3 separate regions of the Rattus norvegicus genome follow, and all the other regions are linked to region 3. The links are chromatin contacts, called in public Hi-C maps. All regions are on one chromosome and are shown on one strand. Each heading gives the region's core, a stretch centred on a gene start, on an enhancer-like site or on the middle of the called end of the contact. The rest is flanking DNA. Distances are from core to core; before and after follow the strand shown.

Region 1 (2,700 bases), core at 140-2,639, 240 kb after region 3:
ATCTTTTCATCAATATTCCCTTGCAGAGGCTCTTCTAGTCTTTGTGATTTTCTCTCTCTGTCTGAAATATCCAGAAGTTCTGCATCCAGACCTCCCCCTCTCTCTTATTTCTATTCCCATTGGATTCTGTCATCCGATTTCTCTGGCAAGGTCACCTATACAACCCTTGATCATGAACTGCATGCTGTTTCAGGTTGGGTTTTGTAAATATCCTCAATGTATCTTGTGGCTATCCATTTGTGCCGGTCCTACCCAGAACTGCTCGGTCAAAGGGCAGGGTATGTATACGCTTAGTAAACATTGCTAGGAATGTTCTTGGAATCATAGACTATTCCATAAACTTAGTGATTGGTGAGGGTTCTTCCCACTGTGTGCTCAATAGCCAGATTGGAGGCCTCTGTAGCCTAGGGCGTTCTTGTGAGGATATAGTTTCATTCTCTGAAGGTTTATTTGTTCATCTTAATCACATTTCACCTGTGCCCTCCCTCAAATGCTCACTGGGCACTGGGGTGCTTGTTCTGTTAAGTGTCCCTGGCACTTGCTGTGCAACTTTTACTGTGACTGACTATCTTTTTGTCATTGATTTGTGGGTCCTCTTTGTGAATTGTGCAGGTGAATGAAAATATCTTAAGTTTGTCCTCTGAGAATTGTGTATTCTAAATTTTGCTGAAGTCTAAGTTTATCCATTCACCTATTTTAGGTAATTTTTATGCCTTGAGATATTGCTGGCCCTTAAAGGGACAACATTAAAATATTTATAAGACAACTTTCTAAAACAGTGTTTCTCAACCTGTGGGTCACAACCTTTTGGGGAATCAAATGACCCTTCCGTGGGGGTCACATATCTGATATCCTGCATATCAGATATTTACATTATGACTCATAACAATAGGAAAATACAGTTATGAAATAGGAACAGTAATAACTTCATACTTGGGATCATCATAACATGAGGAACTGTACTAAAAGGGTTACAGCACTAGGAATGTTGAGAACCACTCTTCTAGAAAGACACAGTAAAACCCAACCTGCCAAGGATGTGAACTAGAAGAGAAATTTAGTAACGCCCTTTCCATGGATTCACCCAGTTTCTTGCACTTGCAATTGATGAATAACACAAGATAAACTTGCTCTAATAGTCACGAACTGGGTTAAAGGGTGATGTCTGAGACAATGCAGGGAAGTTTCCTTGGATGCAGGGCAAAGGAAATCAGAGCAGAAGGATCATCTGAAGAGAGAGAAGGCCTCTCACACATCACGATGCCTGTAAAAAGGCAAGCCAACTGCATGCCAGGGCTACCATCTCAAGGGACATGATTTATGCAGGCCTCATAAAAATGCTCAATCAAAGGACATGAATTCAAGAGTCTCTCAGGCTGGCATAAACAATGGCGCCTTGTGCCAAGAGCATGGTCAGGCCAGGCCCAGAACATTCCTGCTGTGAGGAGTAATTGCAGCTTCAGCGTCAGAACTTAGACCAAGCTTTGCCTCTGAACTTTCTTCTTCTTTTCCTTCCAAGTATCCTAGAACACGCTTGACTGTTATTGTTTTTTGCAAAAAGATGGTTGGTGATGAAAATCTGAACAGACAGTTAATTTTACTGAAAAGGTTTCACTCTGATCACAGCCCACATTCCAGGACAAACAGAATAGCTGAGAGCTCTCTATTCAAATCGAATGCTGAATTACCCAAGCAGATACTACAGCATTCAAACAGCCAGAGATAAACACATGAATATTTCAGGATCAGCTTGTGGGGGATTAGAGTCCTTAAAGTCAGAACTGCCTTCCTGTTGTTTTAAATTGCTTTCACTAATAGCTTTTATTGAGAAAAAGGTTGGAGTTGTAGTGATGACATTAAAACATCGTGTAAATATGGAAAACTTGGCCTATTGGTTCTTGGCCAGGTCATCGGACCCACGTAGGCTGTTTGCAAAGCATGCTGGGATCACAGTGGTGGGAGATACTCTTCTCAGGTCCGTACCATGTCTTCATGACATCACCACGCCTGAGGGTTGGCATTTTATTCTCGTTCTTTTTTCCATGAACTGGATGTGGTTTTTACTCAGGCCCTTCTCTAGATGTTGCCGGCTAGTTTCAAAGCACTTGTTCCAGCAGTTCTGTCTGGATGTTGGCAGTGTCTTGAAGGTAAAGCATTTGTGGGTGTTTCTGTTTGATTCACCTGTTCCTTGACTGTGACCCCCACTCACACTTATGACACGGCCAGTGTCTCTCTCTTTCAAAATCATCTCTCTTGCTATTTATTGGAAATGCCCCCCACCTTCATGCCTCCACTAAATGACAATAAAGACAAGCTTGCCCCTGGGACCCTGTTGCTGCAGCTCCTCTCTCTGTCTCCTGCCATCCCTACAACCTTGTCTGCACTTACGTCTTGCCCACTGCCCCCTCCCATCTGTAGCCTCTACTGTTCACTGCTTAACCTCAGTGTCTACATACAGTGGACTCCAAGCTCATCCTCACGGCTCACAGTGACCTGCTGAAGCTCAGAGCTTCATCTCCCTGACTGTGACCAAGAAGGGCTGGGAATTGACTAACACAACTCCAGTCCCTCCCTGCATATGTGTCCCAGGGCTCCAAACCCATTGGTTCCACCACATGCTCACCATGTGCCAACTACATGGGAGGTTAAGGAAGGGGGAATGAAAGGGCAAAGAGGGGAGGGAGAGAAACAGAGGGTGAG
Region 2 (2,747 bases), core at 6-2,505, 170 kb after region 3:
TGTGACTTTACCTTGTCCTCGAAGGTCTCCCCAGTCAGCACTCACACAGAAAGGGGTACTCAAGGCGGAAGTGCTCCTTGAATAATTCTCATTGCTACTGTTGTTCAGCGTTGCCTGGTTAAACCTCAAAACAATTAAAAAAGCTGAGTGTCAGTGTTCATCCTTCCCGGAGAAGAGAACAAAAGGGATTGACACTCCTGACTGAAGCCCAAGGCAGTAAGACTGAAACCTGTGAGCTGTGCAGCCCACACTTGGGAACTCACGACATAGACCAGTCCAATCAAAGCCCAGAGCAGCAGGGTATCAAACTGACCTGCAACACAGCGCGTATTCATTAACTGAAAACTTGCCAACTCTTGCATCCAAGAGCAGTGACTCAGAGTGTCAAGTGACCACCAGCACAAAAGAGCAGAGTAAGCCTGAGTAGAGGGCACCTGACTAGGGCTGGGAAGTCAACATCCTACCTATCTGCTGTCTCCAATGAGTTCCTGTCCTGCCCCCATTTAGGAAGAGATTGGGCTGACAGGAAAGAGTGAACCCCTGGGGAGTAACTGTGTCAGCTCAGGATTAAGGAACTTTAAATGGAGCAAACCAAGAGGGAAGTAAGCAGTTTTTCACCTAGTGTGCATTGCTGGCTTCTGCATCTCTTCTGAGAGAAATGACCGATCTATTCTATTCTTATGTCCAGATTTCTGCATTTTGTCTTTGCAGCTCTTACTGTTGGGGCTCACTCCCAGGTGTGGCCCCTTCTGCAGTTAGATTTTATTTGAGCACGGTTTGCCTGCTTGCTTTTGCTCCAGTGCGACCTATACCCATACATTTTACTGCCCATTGCCTGTGTCACTGGGAGTGGGATGGGCTGTTGAAGCCTGAACTCATTGCCTCACCTTCAGGAAACACCCCCTTCATTTTTCATAGTGTTTCACATCTTCATTTAGACAGTTGACCTCTAAAAAGCCTGAATAAAAATAGCATGTTCTTGTTGCTCTAGGTGTCCCATAATTTCACTTGTCATGAAGCACTGTTGGAATGAGACTGACTCCCATTTAATAGCTCATTAATATTCATACCTCAGCACCAGATCCTCTCCATGGTATGACAGTTACTGTGGAGATAGCTTTTGGTAGTCTGGGCTTTCCTAGGTTTGGGGGCATCTGGCCCCCAGCCACTGTTGAGCGATATATAACACAGTGTGGACAGTGAACTCACCCAGGGCCTCAAGGACTCTGTGTGAGCTGCCACCCCATTGTGCAATCGCCTAGGAGATGATGAGCTCCCCACTTGGGAAATGGGGTCAGCTCTCCCTACACAAGGTGACTCATACAACCTTTCATCTTCTTGACAGCAGCGTTTTGTCTGTAGCTGCCTCAAAATATTCTCTCCATTTCGTCATAGCTAATATTTTATAGACTTGTGTTCTTCAACAAATAATTAAAACCACCCATATCCTCTCTGGGTGGGAGCAGCCCGGGAAGAGTATAATGGGATGTTTCCGGCCATTACACATGGCCATTGTATATGCTCAAATCTTTTACATTACTCATTTGACATCTGAGTGTGACATTTAAACTATTAAAGGGGGAGTTGTTACCAAGCGATTATAAAAAGAAACAATTAAAACATTCTAAGGAGTTGCTCATACAAACATCCTACAAATATAACCAAATCAGATGGTTCTAATTCATCCTTTGCAGGGTAACAGTTAGGAATAGGTGACTAAGGTCAGACTCTTACAGCAAAGCACATGTTCTGCTCCCTTGAACTTTCTAAAGCTTAAATGGTTTCTATCCTCCTTCTTCCTAAAGTAGAGTTTCCTACAGAAAGGAAGAGTCCCATAATTTTGTGCTTAAAAACATTTCTTCAATACAGATATATTTCATAATGACCCAGAAATATATATTTGTAAGACTAGCTCCCCAATAAAAAACAAACGAATGAATGAAGTTGATGCTCTAGTTGTCATTACTCCTTTCTTTTGAACTCTCAGTACTATTAAAATGTGGTCTCTGAAACAAATAACTTGAAGAACAGAAGGTAGGAATTATACTTGGTGTTTTGAATGAAGCATTGTTGAGGTGTAATTTACGTGTGCTGAAGATTCAATTGCAGTTGTGCGTTCCACAAACATCTCACCACTCTGGAGATCTCCCTGCATTCTGCTGCATTCAGACTGGCTCAGCCTTGATCTAGCAAATACTGATTTTCTGTATCTCTACAGATTACTTCCTCTTTTCTGGAACTTTGTATGTACTGAAAATCTTTGTTAGTTTCAATATTAAATCCTTTTTGGATAGTTAAAATAAGTACCACATACGTAAGATGCATAACTTGGTAAATACTGAGCCATCCAATGGGAAAGCCATCTCTTAAGATTTCGGGAAAATCTGTTACCTCCCTAGCCCTTCCCTCTGGTTCTTGCCACAAGTCCTGTCACTATAGATTAGCTTGCTATTCTACAATGTTATGTAGATGAAATCACGATCGTATGATTCTGTGCTCTGGCTTGACTCTCAGCATGTAAGACTTAACTCATCCCTGTGGCACTGTGGAGCACTGACCCTGTGCTTTTCCTGCCGTGCAGTATCCCATCATGTGGGTGGGTGCTCCGCACAGTTTATCCATTTACCTTTTAATAAAAAGCCATGTCGTCCTCACTTCCTGGCTCTCAGTGATCAAGCTTCTGCTAGTGTTCTCATACAAATCTTCGCCAAGACACATGCTCGCATCTCTCCTGGGAAAATGCTAAG
Region 3 (2,700 bases), core at 180-2,679:
TCGAGTGCTGGATGTGATCGAACTGGAAATCTTGCATCCAGTGAAGTGGCTTTCTGAAGATTTGTACCCTTAGCCTTCTTGCCTCTCTGTGAGCATTGTTATAACTCAACTAAAATAAAACTGTGCCGGGGCTGTAACTCAGCACTTGGATAGCACAGTGGAGGTCCCTGCCCTCAACCCTCATTATTGTCAGGACATAAAAGCAGAGCAGAAGCCACCAACGAGAGATTTCTTGACAACATTCTATGAAGCTGTGGAATGGCACAACACGTATAGTGCTTTCTACATGAGCCCGAGGACTGGAGTTTAAATACCCAGGCCCAGAACTCATGGAAAGCCTAGTGCAGTAACACACATCTGTAATTCCAGTGCTCTTGGATCATGGTGGAGACAGACTTCCTGGAAACTTACAGGAGAGCTAACTAGCTGTACTTAGTGGCAAACAAGAAGTGCTATGTCAGGCAAGGTGGAAGTCAAAGATGGACACCCAAAGTGATTCGGACCTTCAAAAGTGTATTGTGGCATGCACATGCCTTCAGTCATACATATGGGCATGCGAGCTCGCGCACGCGCGCGCGCACGCGCGCGCGCACACACACACCTATGCATACACACACACACACACACACACCTATGCATACACCCACACCCACACATTCACACACACTCACACACACACACACATTCACACACACACACTGACTCAAGGTTCCTCCTTCCTGCTGGTGAGGTGCAGAAGCAGCCCAGTGCCCTGGAGCAGCTTCGTAGATTCTCAGAAAGGATTAGATACTTCCCCTAAACCCCAAAAGTCGTCTCTAAAACAGACTGGAGTGATTAGAAATCTACATTTGCACAGAAGTATTTGCAACGCACATTCATGAGGCATGAGCCAGCTGTGGTCCATTCGTACCATGAAACATTCTGGATCCACACAGAACCATGGCAAACCACCATTCCATTATCACGTGTGAAAGACTCCGGATCCCATAGGTGATACGCACGTTTTCCCACTTTATGTGGTGATCTGGAGAATGTTGGCACAATGATAGGACCAATTGATTCTCAAGGGCTCGGCCAAACGAGACTTTGTGCTCGCTGGAGCAGTGTGTGGTGCTGTATGCAAAATATTTTTTAAAACACCCAGAAAGTCATAGATCTGAAGATGGATTGCAGAGGAAAATGAGGATGTCTGACAGACAGACAATAACAAAACTCACATTTTAATCCAGAATCGGGACTCAGGAACTGGGACTCTGCAGCAAATTATGCAAGAGTGACCAGAGGGGTTGCTAAACTGTCCACTTGGTGGCGCCAGAGGGCCTCATACGAAACCCATAGATCCGTTTTAGGTGAAGTCACTAATCACCTCAGAGCCAACCCCTCCACCCAACGTGGGTGAGGAACTTCTGTATTCCGTATGGTTGTCGCACGAGATGAAGCAGGTTCATAACTCAGCTGTGACTCACTAGGAGAAATGAAGAAACGGGGACACTAGCTGATCCTCACCCTAACCTCAGAGTTCCCTTCTGGGCTTCTGCGTAATGAATTCTGACTGTCCTGGCCATTGTTTCACATTTCCCAGAATTGATTAAGAACCTTTACTGGTCCACTACTTGAGTGGCTAAGAAGGAAAATATGCAAACAAACATAATCACGCTGGTTTCAATGGGTGGGGACAAACAGATGGCTCCGGGTTTGCTGAAGAGCTCTAGAAAAATTGGCTCCTACCCAGATACCCATTCAGTTCCTTGTTATGAAGGCAGCGTGAGCTCCCTGGTGCCCAGCTCGGCCAGCATTGACTGTGCTTGGCAATGATCAAGGTGTGTGCCATCCTCCGAGTCTGCTTTCTGTGGCCATACACTCCACTATCCTGCAAGATATTTGTTTTCCCAATGCCCAATCCTTTCCTGACTCTAGGCAGACAGAAGTGTCTTTAAATGTTCTGGAGTAATAACTGGTCTTAGAGCTAGTAGGTGTAAGCTGCCCTTGCTCTAATTTTTCCAGTATGCTTGTCATTGTTATATAGAAAGGTATTGTTTGGGTGTTTGCATTATTTTTTTTGTCCTACCACTTTGATGAAAGTGTTTATTAGCGTTAAGGCGACTTTTTGTTGCGTCTTTAAAATCTTATATATAGAATCATATCTGAAAGCAGGGGTACCTTGGATTCTGACCTTCCTATTTCATCTATATTAATTTTAATACTTTCTCTTGTCTTACTGCTCTAGCTAAGACTTCAAGCACTATTATAAATAGGCATGGAGAGAGTGGGCAGCCTTACCTGGTTTCCGAACTTAGTGTGAAACACTTTTCCCATTTAGTACGATGTTGGCTTTAGCATTCTCACATACAGCCTTTATCACATAGCAATATGTTCCTCCCTGTGGATTTCACTATGAAGAAATGTTGTGGTTTTTGTGAAAAGCTTTTCTGCATCTATTGAGATGTCGTGTGATTTCTGTCTGAGTCCACTTATGTGATGAATGATATATATTGGTTTATGTATGTTGAATCACTCCTGAATCTCTAAAGATGAATCCAATTTGATCCAGAGAGTGATCTTTTGATATGATCTTGAATTCCATTTGCAAATGTTTTGTTGAAAAGTTTTGCATCTGTGTTCATCAGAGAGATTAGTCAGTAGTGTGTGTGTGTGTGTGTGTGCACGCGTGTGCGTCAGTGCATGTGTGCGTGTGTGTAT

What was found. Hi-C and Micro-C count contacts between places; a contact is called where the count stands out from the background.
Region 1: a contact with region 3 is called in a Hi-C map of Schwann cells, with 5 times the contacts expected there. The contact joins two enhancer-like sites. A contact is called at or near these places in 2 of 12 Hi-C or Micro-C datasets (the A7r5 cell line and Schwann cells).
Region 2: a Hi-C map of Schwann cells shows a contact between it and region 3, with 6 times the contacts expected there. The contact joins two enhancer-like sites.

Annotation. Positions count from the first base shown.
Region 1 is chr1:64,459,377-64,462,076 of GRCr8, forward strand. No RefSeq gene overlaps it. Among named protein-coding and RNA genes, the nearest start is that of Thbs2, 88 kb to the left of the region's middle. Within about 2 kb of position 1,390, at least 9 of the 93 cell types and tissues checked have an H3K27ac peak or open chromatin away from gene starts, as enhancers often do. A contact at or near this core is called in Schwann cells, where this site is marked.
Region 2 is chr1:64,392,441-64,395,187 of GRCr8, forward strand. No RefSeq gene overlaps it. Among named protein-coding and RNA genes, the nearest start is that of Thbs2, 21 kb to the left of the region's middle. Within about 2 kb of position 1,256, at least 10 of the 93 cell types and tissues checked have an H3K27ac peak or open chromatin away from gene starts, as enhancers often do. A contact at or near this core is called in Schwann cells, where this site is marked.
Region 3 is chr1:64,223,497-64,226,196 of GRCr8, forward strand. No RefSeq gene overlaps it. Among named protein-coding and RNA genes, the nearest start is that of Thbs2, 150 kb to the right of the region's middle. Within about 2 kb of position 1,430, at least 12 of the 93 cell types and tissues checked have an H3K27ac peak or open chromatin away from gene starts, as enhancers often do. A contact at or near this core is called in Schwann cells, where this site is marked.